2 separate regions of the Triticum aestivum genome follow, and region 2 is linked to region 1. Evidence: chromatin contacts called from public Hi-C data. All regions are on one chromosome and are shown on one strand. Each heading gives the region's core, a stretch centred on a gene start, on an enhancer-like site or on the middle of the called end of the contact. The rest is flanking DNA. Distances are from core to core; before and after follow the strand shown. Region 1 holds the start of LOC123045862 (phosphoglycolate phosphatase 1A, chloroplastic). Region 2 holds the start of LOC123045864.

The links. A called contact is a pair of places that touch in the nucleus more often than the background predicts.
Region 2: a Hi-C map of leaf shows a contact between it and region 1, with 2.5 times the contacts expected there. The contact joins the promoter of LOC123045864 here to the promoter of LOC123045862 in region 1. A contact is called at or near these places in 3 of 5 Hi-C or Micro-C datasets (all in leaf).

Annotation. Positions count from the first base shown.
Region 1 is chr2B:531,118,555-531,122,168 of IWGSC CS RefSeq v2.1, forward strand. LOC123045862 (phosphoglycolate phosphatase 1A, chloroplastic) reads right to left here and starts at 1,845. Exons shown (of 11, transcript XM_044469084.1): 1 at 1,477-1,845; 2 at 1,307-1,374; 3 at 1,108-1,200; 4 at 938-1,009; 5 at 759-830; 6 at 513-572; 7 at 380-432; 8 at 1-18. The coding sequence starts at 1,738.
Region 2 is chr2B:531,292,293-531,295,906 of IWGSC CS RefSeq v2.1, forward strand. LOC123045864 reads left to right here and starts at 1,982. Exons shown (of 4, transcript XM_044469087.1): 1 at 1,982-2,328; 2 at 3,052-3,320. The coding sequence starts at 3,093.

The DNA of each region.
Region 1 (3,614 bases), core at 595-3,094:
ATGCAGAGTGTCCCGTACCTTAGAAGTAAATTAGTGATAAGTTTACATATGTGGAATTGGTAATACCAAATTTTGTAATACTCCCTCCGTCCGGAAATACTTGTCGGAAAAATGCATAAAAATGGATGTATTTAGAATTAAGATACGTCTAGATACATCCGTTGCTCCGATAAGTATTTCCGGACGGAGGGAGTAGATTATAAAGAGCTAGCATGTGGTCTTGCTTCTGCACTTGTTTAATCAAATGAGTGTATTTTCAGTGTGCAATCAAATGCACATCTAAATTTAATCATTTATATCCATCCTTATTTTCATTGTCTTTTTTGCTGTCTAAGTTCATTACTTTGAAGGCGAGAGGAGTGAACGGCAATGTACTTACTGAACTTTGTAGTAGTTAAAATAGCGATCAAATCCCACTACCACTGCTCCAACCTGTGAAAATCCAAATTTTATTTCTGTAGTGGTGGCACTTCGTAACTCAAGATCAGAAGATGAACAATGATCATACTGACATCTTTGTCATGCTCCATGTAGAAGCCAGGCTTCAGCTCAATCTTCTTGTCACCGTCTGTCTGCATGAGCACGGCAATATAATGTAAGTCCGGTAAGCTTTTCGGAAGTCTCACTCTCATCCACTCAAATCAGTTGATGCTGATTAGCATGCAACATTGGCTAAACCACAAGCTAACATGCTAAATTGCAGTTATGTTAACTAATCATGAATATCAAAGAGAAAGGAGTCACTCTTTGTTACATACAGGTCCACCGAGGTACTGAAAGCCAGCCAGCTCCAGCTCCTTGAGAATCCCTTCCTCTCCAATCACGTAAACCTGGACCGTAGAAATACTTAACTCTGCGCTTGATTTTTTTGTGCTAAATCATGTGTACCAATGCAATGCAGTCACATTTTCTGAAGATGGTGACTGATGTGTGCTACCTTCTTGTCTTTAGGGAAATCGATGGACTGCAGGTACGCAGCAGCTGCAAAGGACGAAGCAAATATCTCTTCCTGCGCATTGATCGTCCATTCCTCGTCAAGTTCGTTTTGCACTAGAGGAAATTGATCGATGGACAGAGACAACAGTTCATGGCAGGAATGGATACTACCTCGTTGACACTGAGGCCGAGCGTCTCGAACTTCTTCCCGTACTGCTTCCTCGACTTGGTCGAATTGTTGGTCACGAACACCAGCCTCTTGCCCTGCAGCACAGCAAAAGCTTGATGAAATCAGCAAGAAGCCATAGGAAGTTTGAGAAGATGATCCATTCTACGAATCTACCAGAGCCATTCACGGTCCACAGCAGACCTTTGATCTGAGCAGGTCGAGCGTCTCCGGCACGCCATCGATCAGCTTGTCACCCTTCCAAATCACCCCTACGCACAACAACAGCGACAGCGAGGAAAAGAGAGCCAACTCATTCAGGAAAAGCTGCAGCAAACTGGTAATTAAACCTTAGCGATCGATCAGTATCTCACCGTCGCAGTCAAATATGAATGTCTCTACAGAGTCAATAAGAGCCTCGGCGTCCTCCAGCTTCGCTGCAGGGACTGCCGCTGCTGCTGCCGCCATCACGGGCCGTCTGACAGTGCAGTTCGGCGATGCCGCGGTTAGGCTGCCGCCGGTGCGCAGGCTCCTTCCGAAGGACGCGGACGGCGGCAGCGCCTGCGACGACGGGGTAGCGGAGGAGGAGGTGGAGGTGGAGGGGAGGAAGCTGGGGGAGGCGCGAGCCAGGAGCATCTCTGCTTCGATGGTAGTATGTTTTTCCTTTGGAGATCGGGTGACTGGTTGGTGTGGTCTCGGTTTGGGCGATGTAACGGTATATGCCTATGTGGCTGTGCCATGGATGAATATTTCTCGTGTGCCGGCTGGTTGGTGTGGCGCGTCCATGGCTTGCGGATTTGTGGCTGGCAAGGCAAAGGGGAGGGATTGGGGTTGTGGCGTGGGCTAGTGTTGCTGTGGCTGTGGTTCGAGATAGTGTTTGCACTAGTACGAAGGTTGGGGGAAAACGAAACCGCGAATTAATAACTAGAGAAAACTGATTGAAATTAGACTTCGACATGCCATTTGGATCGAATGTCCACATTTGCTATCTATCCATCATAGCAGATACTTGTAGAATATTAGCTCCGTCCCAAAATACTTGTCTTGAATTTATCTAGATACGATGAACTCCCTCCGATTAAGTTGTACTAAAGCAGTGTTAGGATGTACTCCCTTTATCATATAGTATAAGCGTGTTTTTTACAAAGTGTAGTGTCAAAAACGCTCTTATATGATGAAATAGAGGCAGTACCAAATTTGTATCGTTATATAAGGGGGAGTCTGTTTCCAGGACTTGAATCCATGACCTCACTTCAAATTTGTATCATTATATCCACCATGAAAAATATTTTCATATTTTAGTTGCTTTGTATTGTAGATGTTGATATTTTATTTTATAATCTTTGTCAAACATATATAAGTTTATCTTACACGGAAATTAATACACCCTAAATATTCCGTGACGGAGGGAGTATGTAATGGGAGAATATCAGTTTAGAATCTTTGTTGGGTGCGGGCAAAGAGAAATACGAAGTGATGACTCGTAACTTGAGGAACCATTTCTAATCAGCAGACCTTCATTTCATACGAATTTGTATCCTTTCCTTGACGCGGTGTATAGTGCAAACCCTACTAGCTCGGTTATTGGAGGTGGAGAGCAAGTTTGAGACCGTATCCTGTGCACCTGCTCAATTGATGCAACGGATGCACCAGGTACACCCGAGCCATTGGATACATATCGGAAGGATTGAAGTAGGCTGAAGCATGGATTGGTGAAACATTTGCAGAGAAGACCTCATACTATGTCAAAAAACAATCCGTACTCCACTCTTTCCTCGCCCATCATTAACTCGGTGTTATTTATTTCATTCTCAAAACATAAATATCCTCATACATGTTGAACCGTACATCCGAATTTGGTATGTCTTTGACTACCATTTTTGTTTTGACAAGATGTTTAAACAAGATCAATGCCAAATGTTATTTTTTATTATTTTATTTTTAATGTCACCGTAACATATATATTTTTTGTCCCCACAAAAAACCATTTATATGTATTGTATTGAAACTTAGATGTACTTTATATGTTTTCAAACTCTGCCTCTCCCTCCACACGTCGATCCCATGTGCACATGCTTAAATTAAATTTCAAGTGAAGTTTAAGTTTTAAAATGTACAGAACTAATAATTGAACAACATATTCAACATTGATCTTGTTTCAAAGATCACATGAGCCGTGAAGACAAAGTTGACAATCAAAACAGATTCAAAAATCGGGTATTCAGTTCAAAGCATGTAACCATTTTTGTGTATGGGCCAAAAAATTAAACACATAAATTTATTGATGGAAGAATGTGATGTGCAGTGTGGGTCAAATATAATAAACCATAAGGTTGCTTCTGTAACTATAGTATGGTCCAACGTATGGCAAATTCTGTCACGTTGCATTTCTATCTAATGGCCCAAAACCTATTGGTACACCTGGTGCACAGATTTGGCCGGTGCACAGGATACGTTCTCCAGCAAGTTTGGCTTTAACTTTTTTTTTTGAGGAACCGGCATAAGCACTGCC
Region 2 (3,614 bases), core at 732-3,231, 170 kb after region 1:
GTGGGCACAAGCACCGCCGATTAGGAGCTTGCCTAACATCTGGCTTCAAATAGGAGTTTTCTCTATTTTGATAGATTCGTTTATTCAAAACATTTTATCTCTTAAACAATGTGCCCAAATCGTGAACCATTTTCACTGTTGCATTTCTCGTGTAGATATCTTCAAAACGAAATCCCATATTAATATGTTCTGGCTAACTTTTTCATGAAAAAAAAGACGAGTCTGAAGAACGACCCCCTCCCCCACCGGCTTTTTTCCTTTCCGAGGGGCACAATTCTGCCTCTCGTGGAAGATTTTTTTTCCTTTTCATGAAGCAAAGGTGTGCCTTTTGCGGTAGCAAATCCGTGCCTTCATGAGAAACAAATTTGTGCCTCTCACGGAAGAAAAAATACGCGTTGTTTCCTTTTCCGAGAGGCACAATTGTGCCTCCGCGAGAAGAAAACCTATGCCTCCCGCAAAAGAAAAAAACATATTTTTCCCTCTCTTTTTGAGAGGATCTCTCATAGAAGCAAATTTGTGCCTCCCCGAGAAGCAAATATGTGCCTCTCATGAAAGAAGAAACCACATTTTTTTTTTCCAAAACCTAAGGAAGATCAGGCAAAAACTGAAAAGCCCCCCCCCCCCCCCCCCCCCCCCCAAAAAAAACCCCAGGTAAAACACGAAAGCGCGTACAAAAGTAAGTAGGAAAACCAAATCTCGAGGGAGCGCCCAACACGTGACACATGGCGACTGGCGCGCTCTAAGGCCACCAAAAAAGACCACCAAGGAGCTTGCGCAAGGGGTGCCATTCATTTAGTTTCTCCCATCTGTTGTGTTTAGGGGAGATAAGGTCCCATTGTGCTATTATACATGAAATATTAGAACGTAAAGCTTGTTTTCAATTTTGTAGTTTCATTCATAAACGTAGAAACAACAATTTCAAGGCCGATAATCTCGCCAAATTTGTCTGTAATCTTGTTATAGGCAAACATGTGTGGTTGGGCAATCTTCGTGACCCAACGGTTGTAATTGTGGACATCACTTTGAATAAACAAAGGTTGGTGAGGTTTCTCAAAAAAATAAATCTTCCGAGTTTAAAACAAACTTTTAAAAACTCTGTCGTTTTTTAAAGTTCTTTTTTGAGCCGTTCTTTTTTTAAGTTTAAAACAAACTTTCAAGAAGCACCATGGTATACTACTCTCTCCGTTCCTAAATATAAGTCTTTTTAGAGGTTTCAAATGGACTACCACATACGGATGTATGTAGACATATTTTAGAGTGTAGATTCACTCATTTTACTCCGTATGTAGTCACTGGTTAAGATCTCTAAAAAGACCTATATTTAGGAACGAAGGAAGTATAATTTAAAATATGATGAGTAGAGTCACGAAACAATAACTCAAGCCTTGATTATGTCCGTTTGGTTGATCAGAGTTGTTCACAAAAAAATATTGGTAAACAAAAAGGAAAAGGTAATAATATTTCTGATACGAACATGAGAGGAAGTAAAATCTATTCAACTGTAACACGTATTGTGTATCTATTTATTTATTATTTTCTGGCCAGTTAAATTGTTGTGACTGCACCATTGCAGCCTTTTCCCACTCTCTCATCGTGATGCCTAGCTAGCTTGCTAGCACTGCTCTACTCTGCATGTTACGGGAGTTCGCCGGAAATTTCTGGATAGCCACGGCAGATTCACGTGCGCACAGGGATAGGCAGCGGGGATGGAGCCCACAGCGAATCCTTGCAACATGGGCCGTCAGATAGATATATCCAACGATGTCTATGTGGCCACGTAGTCCTCCATCACAAGATGTTAAATATGAGCCGTTCGATTGAAAAGATCCAACGGTTCTTATGAAGTGCTACTCGGACACTATATAGGAGTATAGATTTTTTTTGGTCTGTTGGCGTGAAGTAGGCCCAGAACTAACCAACCAGCCCAAACGGGCTACATTGTACTAGTACACTGTACAGTACGGTTGTACGAAAAGGGTCCCCCTCTGTAGCGGAAAAAAACCGACGACGCAATCCAATCCTTCTTCTCCCCAGTCCGCCTCCCTCCGCAGTCCCCGCTCTCCGCCCACCGGAGAGCTCGTCGCGGCGCGGCGCGGCGGAGCCGAGCTCTACTCCTCTTCCCGTGCCTTTTTTTCCTCTCCCTCCCGAGTCCTCCCGACCTACCGACGCGGCTCTGAATCTCTTCTGTAGCATATCCCACAGGCTACAGCTGACGCCTCGATCCCGCCTCCGCCCCCACACGATCCGCCGTCACCGTTCTTCCTCGCCGGGACGTCGTGTTCCTGCTGTATCCACCCCGTCCGCAGTCTTTGGCCATTGGGTTTTGAGGTATGAGGTTTTACCCTCCACTCCAGCGATTAGATTAATCCTACTGACCTTCACAATTTCCGGGTGTCCTGGTGCGCACCCGGCACACCATCTAGATCTGCCGCCTGGCTGTCAACCTATGGGCTGTACGTTGTAGGGCTTTGCTTTGCCCGTGGCATGATTTTCTGCTTATTGGGTAGCACGTACATTTTAATTTTACCAGGATTCATGTTAAAGAGTATCGGGAATACAAGGGTAGAATGCTGCACTTCAGCCTGCATTGGTGTTAAAGTGTGATCTCATAACGGCTGGCTGTTGTATTTGCAGGCTTAGAATTCCTATAAAATTTATTTCAGGTGGGGCTCATAGGCTTCACCTGATCTCCATCATAATCCTCTCTGAACATCGGGAATTTTGCTCTACCTGGAAATTCCTTTTTCTTCTGCCCAAAATCCTTTCGCGCAGACTCAGTTCATTGTTTGGGAAATTGTTGACAACATACATGCTTAGTTTAGTTCGTACCTCTTAGCATTAGGGGATTGCGCTGGCCTATTCGTTCTATAGCAAGATTGTGACTTCTGGTGAATCATCTTGAGCACTGACTACATGTTATGCAAAACGGAGAAATTTATTCTTTTGAATTAGATTAGTTCAATTGATACTGTTCTAGTGTTGTAGGGTTGTGGATATTTGACATTCTTCTTCCTAATTCAGTATGTAACCATTCCTATTTTTAACCTCCAGATTTGGCTCTGGTTAATTCTAGAATTCAAGAAGTTGGAAACATGAGCTACTGCCAAGCTACAACGTACAAGCCTCTTGGTGGGCTCACTTTGGACAGACCATTAGGCCTTGGGAGAACTTGCAGAATACTTCCTCAACATCATTCTGTATGGCAACATTTTTCTAGATCTTGCAAGCTGCAAGAGAAAGTATATCCAAGGCTTGTTGTTGCTGCTTGCCATAAGAGGCTTGGTCCTGTATATGCCTCAAGTGGGAAGGGAAACCTTGATGTAAGTAGCATTCACAGCTTTCTTACTTTGTGATTGGTTTTCTATTGGAAACTTGCAACCTCCTTGCAGCTTAGCAAATTTGTCAAGTTTGACTTTGTTTGGGACAATGGAATTTTCTTATTGATGTTGTAGGAATGCTTTAGTTTCAGGAATTCCTCTTTGGGAAATAGTGATACGGTGTAAAATGGGGTGTGCTAGGCAGTTGATATGCTACACACCAAGCATATTTAACACATCAAGGTTGTTAGGAACAATTGCTCATGTGGAATCATCTGCTACATTTACTGTTGCTTT